Regions from separate parts of the Macaca mulatta genome. Here region 2 is linked to region 1. A link is a contact called in public Hi-C data. All regions are on one chromosome and are shown on one strand. The core of a region is the stretch at or near the end of the contact, and the rest is flanking DNA. Distances in the headings are between cores, read along the strand shown. Region 1 holds the start of SPSB2 (splA/ryanodine receptor domain and SOCS box containing 2). Region 2 holds the start of ATN1 (atrophin 1).

Region 1 (4,826 bases), core at 901-3,400:
CACCTTCCCAAGGGGAGGGGTGGTGGCAAGGCCTCAGCACAGTCTGTGGTATCACAGGGCTCACTGGTAGAGCAGGCAGCGCTTCATGGCAGGGGGAATGGCAGGGCAGATACCTGGCCGAGCCGGGTATCCCCCAGGGTGTGGCGCACACACAGGTGGCTCAGGTGCAGAAGACAGTGTGGCTCCGCTGGGAGAGAGAAGGAGGGGAATGTGAGTATGGGTGCAGCCACCAGTCAGACGTCCTCAAACTACAGGGTCCTGCCCAGATGCCTTTCTGCTTTCCTGCTTTGAGTGTGCCCACCTTGGCTGAAAGGGGAATCTGAGATGCCCTGAAGTTCTGCCTCCCACTTAAGATTTCACACATCCCTAGTCAGAGCTGGGATGAAGCGCTGGCTAAGGCCCTCTAAGTGACAGGCCAAGGTGGCTCTGACCGTGGTGGAGCTGGCCCAGGCTTTGACTCCAGAGGCTTGGGAGCTGGGGCTGAGGTGAGGAAGGATGGCCGTCCACTCTACAGCTCACACAACTGCAGAGAGCAGCTCCAAGCCCTGGCCCCAGTCAGTTCCTAGGAAGGCTCCTCCCCTGCTGCCCCTCCCTAAGGCCCTGCCTCCTCCACTGCTCTCCTCCCTGGTGCCCAGGGCCCCAGTGTCTCCATGCTGAGGAAGGAAGTGGGTATGTGGCACAGAGACAGGTCAGAGCCCAGAGAATCCGGTACACACCCCGGGTACCTGGCTCTGCCTGTCCTCCTCCTTTTGGACCTGTACATCAAACCCAGTACCTAACCCTTTGCGCCTCTTGCTCAGGGGTTGATATCTCCTGAATTCTCTCATCCCTGGAGTGCCTCCCTCCATTCTGAAGGTTCACCATTTACTGGCCAAGAAAACTTGAGAAAGTTGCTTTCTCAAGCCTGTTTCACCTCTATTGCTGCTGGATTAAATAACAGCCGTAAAGACCCCTAGCCTTTCCCAGCACTGAACAGGCGAGAGGCAGGCTGGATGAAGGTGCATCCCCTCTGCTCTTGTCAGAAGAGTTTCCATCCCAGACCGCTGCCACCAGGGACAGAAAGTTCTCCCCACATCTGCCCCAGGCCTCACCTCTCCTTTCGCCCAGGTAGCGGATGCGGACCTGGCACTGGCCCCAGACAGCGCTTACTGCCGGATAGAGGGTCCTGCCCTTCAGTCCGCAGAAGGCTGTCCCCAGGTAGGTGCTCCCAATAGCGTAGCCCAGAGTTCCCTCCTCCATGTCCAGAACAGCAGTCTCTCTGGCACCTCCGGCTGCTCACCCTAAGTTCCCGCTGGATACTGGGGCGCTCCGGGCCCCTTGGTCTGATGGTACAGCTTCCCCCGCCCGATGTCCCAGCCCCACGACTCGCTGTTGCTGCCCAGCAGCGCCGCGTAGTGCTTAGTCGGCAGCGGGGCGCGGGCCGTGGCCACGCCCACCACGGCATACGGGCCCCTCTGCTCTAGGGGCCAGCTGATCTCCCAGGCGTGCAGGCCTCTTGAATAGCCCCTCTTACCCCGGACACCATCAGTGCTCTGGGACATGGGCCTCCGCTCAAAGTACAACCCTCCTTCCTTGACTTCGATGTTCTCTGAACAGTCTATGGGGTTCCAACCGTGGCGTCGTTGGGCCCCCCGTTCAGGAGGGTGTGCAGACAGCAGCTCTTCCAAGCCCTCGGGACAGGAGACGTCAGGGTACAGGGCCTGTGGGGTGGGGGTGCTGCTGCTGTCCCCCGCCAGGGCTGTCTCGCCCATGGAGGTGAGGAGCTATAGGGCTCCCCGAAAGAGGCTTGCTGGGGCGTCTCTCTTCTAAAAGTTGAGCTCCAGTTTGAGATTGGCCTGGAAGCGAGTTGGGAGAAAAGGGGTGGAGGAGCAGAATCCTGGCGGGGGGTCGTCACCCAGGCACCCCATCCTTTCACCCAAGTTTGCCAACTGGCCCGCTCCTCCCCCCTCGCTGCCCGAAAGCTCCCGGACCCCTCATCTGCCCTCGCCCCATCTGACCCAGGTCGCCCGAGACTCTCGCGAGTTCGCCCCCTTTGGGCCTCAGCAGGGACCATCCGCCTTACTCGCCCCGAGCCCTAGCCGCTGCCCCCGAACCTCGGTTGGATTCCCAGCCCAGGAAGTCGCCGGGCCTCTGGAAGAGCCGGGCGGAAAGAAGCCGAGGCGCGCAGGGCGCACACCGCGTGCCGCTTCCGCCCCCAGCACCTCCCTCGGGCGGTGCTCACCCCGCGGCCCCGCCCCGCCAGGGCCCTCCGGGGCGTTAACCCTCTCATCGCCGCCCCGGGTTGTGCAGCCCGAGGCCGCGCCCCTGTATGGCCTCGCCCCTTCGGGGGCAGTTACCTGTCTACCCGCCGCAGCCGCGGGGAGCATGCCCCGCCCCCTGGACCCCACCCCGGGCGGTTAACCTCGGGTCTCCGCACCGGGCTGTGACCCTCCCCGAAGCCCCGCCCCCACGGCGAAGGCCCGGGGCGATTAACCCTTCTCTCCCTGCGGCAGAGTCCGCACCCGGTCAGGCCCAGCTCAGAATTAACGCTTTGATGGCATCACCGCCTTGGGAATCCCTGGGGATGGTGTTCACCGTCAAGACCTTTGAACCGCCTGAGCAACTAACTCCTGCGACCTTGAGGATAAGGAGCATGGGGTGAAGGAGGGGCTTCATTGTGCTGACTCCCATTTCTATTTCCCTGTGATTCTGGGTCACTGTTTCTGGGTTGGTCCCTTTCTGCCCCGGGTTTTGAGTCAGCCTGTGCCACCTCTGAGGCTGTGAAATCTGCTTCAGGCTCTGGGCTGTACGCATCATAGTTTTCCCTGCTGGTCCAGTCTTCATACTGGATGCCAATCCATTACTGAGCCGTTGATCTCATTTGGTAGAGTGTCCTGGCTGAGACTTGGAGTTTGAGTGAAGCTATGCCACTAGTTAACTGTGTGATCTCGGGGAAGTTGCCAGATTTCTCCTTTTTTTTTTTTTTTTTTTTTTTTTGAGACAGGGTCTTGCTGTCACCCAGGCTGGAGTGCAGTGGCGCCATCACAGCCCACTGCAGCCTTGACCTCCTGGGCTCAAGTGATCCTCCTACCCCAGCCTCCCAAGTAGTTGGGACTACAAGCATGTGCTCCCATGCCCAGCTAATTTTTTAAAAATTATTTTTATTTTTTTGAGATGGAGTCTTGCTCTTATTGCCCAGGCTGGAGGGCAGTGGCACGATCTCGGCTCACTGCAACCTCCGTCTCCCAAGTTCAAGCGATTCTCCTGCCTCAGCCTCCTGAGTATCTGGGATTACAGGCACCCACCACTATGCCTGGCTATTTTTTGTATTTTTAGTAGAGACAGGGTTTTGCCATGTTGGCCAGGCTGGTCTCGAACTCCTGACTTTGTGATCTGCCTGCCTCGGCCTCCCAAAGTGCTGAGATTAAAGGGGTGAGCCACCACTTCCAGCCAAAAAAAAATTTTTTTAGAGACAGGGTCTCCCAAAGTGCTGAGATTTCAGGCATGAGCCACTATGCCCAGCCCCAGATTTCTATAGTTTTCTGTTATGTAAAATGGGAGCAATGATGGTAGTTACCTCACAGGGTTGTTATGCAGTTGAAATAATTCAGGTAAAACATGTAGCACAGAGCTGGGTACATGGTATGCACTCAACAAGCGTAGATGTCAATATGCTTACAGAGTGTGGACACTAATAAGGAGGCAATATAATATAATGGCAAACATGGTAACTGTGGAACCAGACTCCCCATTCATGAATACCTGAAGGCCACTGTGTGTATGATCTTGGACAAATTACTGAACCTCCCTGTGCCTGTTTCTTCCTCTGTAAGACAGAGATCACATTAGTATCTATTGCATGGGGTTGGTAGTGAGGATCCAATGAGGTTATAGATGTAACACATTTGGAACAGTTTCTGGTTCGCATTTAATGATTTGTGCTAAGCACTGGAGATTAAGCAGTGAATCCTTAAGGAGGTTACAAAGACTTTTATAAAACAATGTATCATGTATTAATAGTAAATAAAATTATGGAGATATAAAGAAAGTACTATAGAAGTAAAAAGAATAGGACTTCTATCTGGGGTTCAAGCAGTTAGGAAAGGAACATGTTCTAGAAGAGGATCACACCTGGGCTGAATCTTTTCATGTCCTAGAAGGGGTTCACACCTTCACACAGGGCTGAATCTTTTTTTTTTTTTTTTTTTTTTTGAGATGGAGTCTTGCTCTGATGCCCAGGCTGGAGTTCAGTGGCATGATCTCGGCTCACCTCCGCCTCCTGGGTTCAAGTGATTCTCCTGCCTCAGCCTCCCAAGTAGCTGGGACTACAGGTGCATGCCACCATGCCCGGCTAATTTTTGTATTTTTAGTAGAGATGGGGTTTCACTATGTTGGCCAGGCTGGTCTCGAACTCCTGACCTCGTGATCTGCCCGCCTCAGCCTCCCAAAGTGCTGGGATTACAGGCGTGAGCCACCGCGCCTGGCCTGGGCTGAATCTAAAAGGATGACTAGGCATTGGCCTGAGACCAGCCACTTCTCTGCAGTATGGAGGTTGGGTTAGGGTTGCAGCATGTAGAAGACATTCCAGACAGAGGAGTCCGCATGAAAAAAGCAAGAATCAGCAGGTGGGTTTGGGGAAGTATCTTCAAGGTTTCTACAGCCAGGAAGGAAGCAAGAGAAGGGCCAGAGAAGTAGACAGCAAGTCACAGAGGCCTTCTAGGCTGAATTAAGGAATGTAAATGTTTTCTCATAGGACAGGCCAGTGATGGGGAGCCACCGTAGGATAGAAGCAGGAGAGGAACGTGGTCAGATAGGCATTTGATTTATTTATATATTTTGAGCCAGGA
Region 2 (4,826 bases), core at 1,018-3,517, 61 kb after region 1:
CCGGTTTGCCAGCCTGCCTCCCTCCCATTCTCTGGCCTTCCCAATTTCTGCTGCCAAAAATCACCCTGTGTCCTTTGTCCTGAGAGATGTTGCTGCTTGGTGGAGGGCCAGGAGGGAGCCCAGGAGAAGGAACTGGTGGTGGGCTAGCCGAGGTGCTGGCTTCATGGCTGGTGGCAGACTGACTGCCAGAGGCTACCTGGAGAGCAGGGGAGGGAGAGGGAAGGGTTGGGAGGAGCCTGCAGTCTGTGGTGGGGACTGTCTACACCTTAGAACAGGTGGGATTGAGGAACAAGGATACCTAGGGATTTGGGTCCACATTAAGCCCAATCTTCACCCGACTGCTTCCCTGTGACCCAGGGGATCTTCAGTGATGACTTTCAACAGATTTGAGAAGGAAAATGGAGATGTCACTAGATGGAAGGCCTGAGGATGGTGTCTCACTCCTCCAAGCTGTATCCCTTACCTATCTACCCATGGGCTTGCCAGCAACCCCCCCACCCCACCAAATCTGTCATTTCCTTTAACTGCCCTCCTTTCCCATCTCCATTTTCTTTTTCTTTGTTTTTCTTTTTTTTTTTTTTTTGAAACGGAGTCTCGCTCTGTCGCCCAGGCTGGACTGCAGTGGTGCGATCTCTGCTCGCTGAAACCTTTGCCTCCTAGGTTCAAGGATTCTCCTGCCTCAGCCTCCCGAGTAGCTGGGATTACAGGCATGCGCCACCACACCCGGCTAATTTTTGTATTTTTAGTAGAGACGGGATTTCGCCATGTTGGCCAGGCTAGTCTTGAACTCCTGACAAGTGACCCACCCGCCTCAGCCTCCCAAAGTGCTGAGATTACAGGCGTGAGCCCCCGCGCAGGCCCCATCTCCATTTTATTTTCCCATCCATGATCTTTCCTCTTCCATACTGCCGCCAAAGGCCTTGTTCAGCTTACATTTCCTTCCAATCTTCTTATCCCCCTCTTCCCCGTTCTGCTTGCCCAAGTAAATCCTCCTGGGCTCCACTGGGAGCCCCCACCCCCAGGATCCAGCCAGCCCCGTGTCTCCCACCCTCCTTTCCCATCCAGAGCCCTCCTTTCTCACCCAGAACCCATTTTCTCTAGAATTGGCACCTGGGTCCACCTCCTTCATCCCTTCTTAAGGTTCTTCACGTTCCCTCCTCTCTCCTCACTGACGTTTCCTCTGGACTTCTCTCTCCAGCTCTCCTTCACCCCCCCACCCCCAATTATTATATTTCTGACTCTTTTCCCAACACGAATCACCCCCAAAAGCTTTGCTGTCTTCCAGAAGCCCCATCTTCTTATATATGTCATCATTTCAATTTTTCTCCCTCCTTATGACCCCAAACTTCCATCCCATTCTCTCTGATAATAGACCCCAAACCCATCTGGCTCCATCTCTGCCACAGACCCCTCACCCCAAGCTTCTCTCACTTCTCACCAGGCACCCACAAAGCCCCCAGGCAGCTCCATCTTTCCAATCCAATCCCATTATCCCAATCTCTACCCCAGGATCCCCCAAACTCCTCCCACTTCACCTCTGCCACAGACCCGGTCGCCCCCAAACTTCAGCCTCCCCTCATCTGCCCTCACCACTCACAGCCCCTCCTACCTAGCCCTCTCCCGCGCCGGGCCCGCGGGCTCCCCACATTCCGCCACCGCGAGCCCTCCCCGCGCCCCGGCCCCCTCGGCCTCGGCCTCGGCCAACTCGCGCGGCGCCTCCCCCTCTCCGGCTCCCCCTCTCTCCCCCCTCGCGGCTTGCCTCGCGCTCCCTCCCTCGCGTCTCCCTCCTGGCCCCTCTCTCCTCCGTTCCTCCGCGCTCCCTCCTTCTCCCTCTTCCTCCCTTCTCCCATCCCCCTCTCCCAGGCTCCCTCCCTTCGCCGTCCGCTTTCCTGTGCGAGTCGCTGGACGCACCGCCCAGCCCGTCCGCAGCCCCGTGCCGGGTCGGGGCCTCGGGCCGGGCCATTTCGGAGGGACCGCGGCCTCGGGGAGGGGCTAGGAGGGGGCGAGGGAGCCGGCCGCCGGGGAAGGGGCGGGGGCCGTGGGCGAGGCGGCCGAGGGGCCCGGGATCGCGCGGGTGCGGGCTGCGCTAGGCGGGCGCGGGCGGCGGGTCGGAGCCGCGCCGAGGGCCGGGCGGGCCGCGGGGCCGGGCGGCGCGGCGGGGGCGGGCGGCGCGGCCCGGGGCATTCCGGGCGGCCAGAGGGAGGCGGCGAGCCCGGGGAGGTGGGGAGCAGAGCGGGGATCGGGGTTTGCTCCGGGGGCCGGCGGGCGATTGGGGCCAGGCGGGGAAAAGGGGGGATGGGGGCCGCCCTCCGGGGGGGTCGGGGCCGCCGCCGCCGTCGTCGCGGCGGCGACTGAGGCCGAGAAGAGGAGAGGGGGGCGGGGGAGCTGCCGCCGCCGCCCCCCAGAGGCGCCGGAGCCCGGAATCCCGCTCGCAGCCAGCCAGCCGTCCCGAGCTACCAGCAGGTAAGGTCTGCGGCCGCCTGGGCCCCGGGCCCGCGGGATTCTGTCCCGCCCGGGTTCCGGCCTGCGGCTCCCCACCCCCACCCCTCCCAGTTCCCCCTCCTGCCGCCGCCGCCTCCATTTGTTATTTTCCCAATCCCGTCCCCCCACTGCGGGCTTTGCCTGGCCTGAGGCCGGGGGCTCAGGGGGTGGGGCCCGCCGAGGAGGGTCGGGGGCCAGGGCTTCGGGAGGATCGGGAAGGTGGGGAAGGAGGGAGGGTCTCCGGAGGAAGGCTGTGGGGCCAGAGGGTAGCCGGGACCCGCGGACCCAAAAGAGGAGGAACATCGAGGCGGGGGTTGGCGGAGGAAAACGGGGGATGCTCTGAGTGGGGTTCGGGGCGAAGGCAGAAGGGATAGGAGAGATGGCAGCGAGGTGGGGCATGAAGGCTCCAGGAAAAAGCTCCAAAGGCCCAGAACACGGGTTCCGGAGCCTGGGGTTGGGGGCGTTAGGAATGGACGGGAAGTGGGAAACGGGAAAGGGGTGTGGTAGGTGGAAAGAGGGACTGTGGCTGATGAACCTCGGGGAAACGGAGGCTTGGGCAAAAAGAGGTCCATCTTTGAGAAGAGCCGGAGGTTTTCCAGCGTGGAAGTGGGAAGGCCATGTCTTTGTGACGGTTTTCATTCCCCTACTCCAGGTCACCTCTGACCCTGTTTTCCCCATCCCAGACATAGTTACTTCTTGGAGAGGACACTGGGGCCCAGTAGTGTGGGTTATCCCAAAACTAATGAGGAGGAAAACAGGAACACAGAAGGGGGAGTTGGGAAGAAAGGGGTTCTGGGAGGATGGAAATGAGATAATTGAGCAACCTTACAGGCACTCCAAGCAAGTTGCGACCTCCACCCTCCACCCTCCAATTTCCGGAGCGTCCGCTGCCCCTGGAGCTGTGATCTATATAGGGAGGCCTTAGTTACTGCTTTGAGCTCAAAGATCTCCCTTTGTGCATGGGCTTATTTCGACTAGGGTAGGTACCTTTAAGCTCCCTTCCCTGAGGTGCTATAGGAGAGTAGGAGTTGCTTTGGCAACTGGGAGGGGGCAGGGGTGGCTTCCAGATGGACTCCTGGGATGGTCTCTTGGGGGCACCTTTTGCCACTGTGTCGCTATGGTAGTGATCCAGTGGGATGTCCAATTGGTAGGCGGGGGGCTTCGAATCTTCATTGGACGTCGGCCTGCGGCTATGTCCTTGGGACTCTGGGCTGGGTTCTGGAGGATGTTTCTGGATCTGTTGGTGGATGGGAGTTTCCCCACGGCGGCGTGTACCCTTTCATGTTGCAGTCTGTTTGAACAGGTAGATATGTTCCTTGCAGATCATAGGTGTTTCTCCAAGTCTCTCCACCTAGGCATGATGGGAGGATGAAAATGCTCCTGTTCAGATTTCACCATCTTTTGGCAGTTGGTTCTGACCTCTACCTCCCTTATTATGTTATTTTTTGTAGAGTTGTTTTTTTGCTTCTTTGCACTTTCTTTCATTTTCTAAAACGAATTCCTCTTTGAGCCTCCCTTCTTGAATAACTTACCCTTTTCCTCCTTCCCTCAACTAACCTTTGGCCTTCTTCCCTGACCTTGTAGAAATGGCTGGGCTCCCAGGCCCATCCCAGGTGAGGGTGGCCCAGGACAGAGGGCTGCATGAAGCAGCCTCATGCAGGGGAAATACTATAGAATAGGAGCCAGGAGACCTGTGTCTCTCGACCTGGCTGTGCCTCTGTGACCTTGGGCAAGTCACTTCTCTTGGAGTGTCCGACTTCATTGTTAAGATGAAGGGGCCATAGATGAGATGATCTCTGAGACCTTCCTGAAGGTCCTGGATTCTCAGAAGGCTTAGGCCAGTGCATTGTTATCCGCTGGTCTGGGCTGCATTGTTATCTAGGAGTCACTTTGGACTGGTTAGTCTGGCAGGTCCAGAATGATGTTGGGGGCTGGGCCAATGATCCTGAAATTTAGCCTGTGAGCCCCTCCCAGGGAGCTTGTGACTCCACTGTATTCCTTCTGACATCCCATATGTCTCTTAATTTCTTTTCCTGGTCTTACTTAGGGGCTCTTTTTCTATTTCTCACTTTCCTCCCAACCCAGTCTGGTCTTAATCATTTTTTTAAAGTAAGGTAACGAAGGTGAATGTGCTTAGTGTGTGGCCAGATACAGAGTAGGTGCTCTGTAATATTAGTTACAATTATTGTCTGCTAGGAGTGTAGGCTGGTGCTAAAACATGACCCAGGTCTAGAAACACACACAATCCAACCCTAACTCCTTCCCTCCTCTGCCACTCCTTATCCCCAGGATTACTTGTTCTTTTATGACTGCTTTTCTCCTTCAAAGCTACTCATTGCTAGTTT

What was found. Hi-C and Micro-C count contacts between places; a contact is called where the count stands out from the background.
Region 2: a contact with region 1 is called in a Hi-C map of CD4 T cells, with 2.6 times the contacts expected there. The contact joins the promoter of ATN1 here to the promoter of SPSB2 in region 1. A contact is called at or near these places in 3 of 14 Hi-C or Micro-C datasets (CD4 T cells, fetal cortex germinal zone and liver).

What each region holds. Positions count from the first base shown.
Region 1 is chr11:7,836,641-7,841,466 of T2T-MMU8v2.0, forward strand. It overlaps SPSB2 (splA/ryanodine receptor domain and SOCS box containing 2), which reads right to left and starts at 2,151. Exons shown (of 4, transcript XM_077953439.1): 1 at 1,253-2,151; 2 at 1,092-1,250; 3 at 101-187; 4 at 1-98. The coding sequence starts at 1,751. The coding sequence ends at 61. It also overlaps the pseudogene LOC100429951.
Region 2 is chr11:7,897,184-7,902,009 of T2T-MMU8v2.0, forward strand. ATN1 (atrophin 1) reads left to right here and starts at 2,268. Exons shown (of 10, transcript XM_015150940.3): 1 at 2,268-2,463. It overlaps LOC114670773 (a long non-coding RNA gene), which reads right to left. Exons shown (of 2, transcript XR_003720502.2): 2 at 3,717-3,832.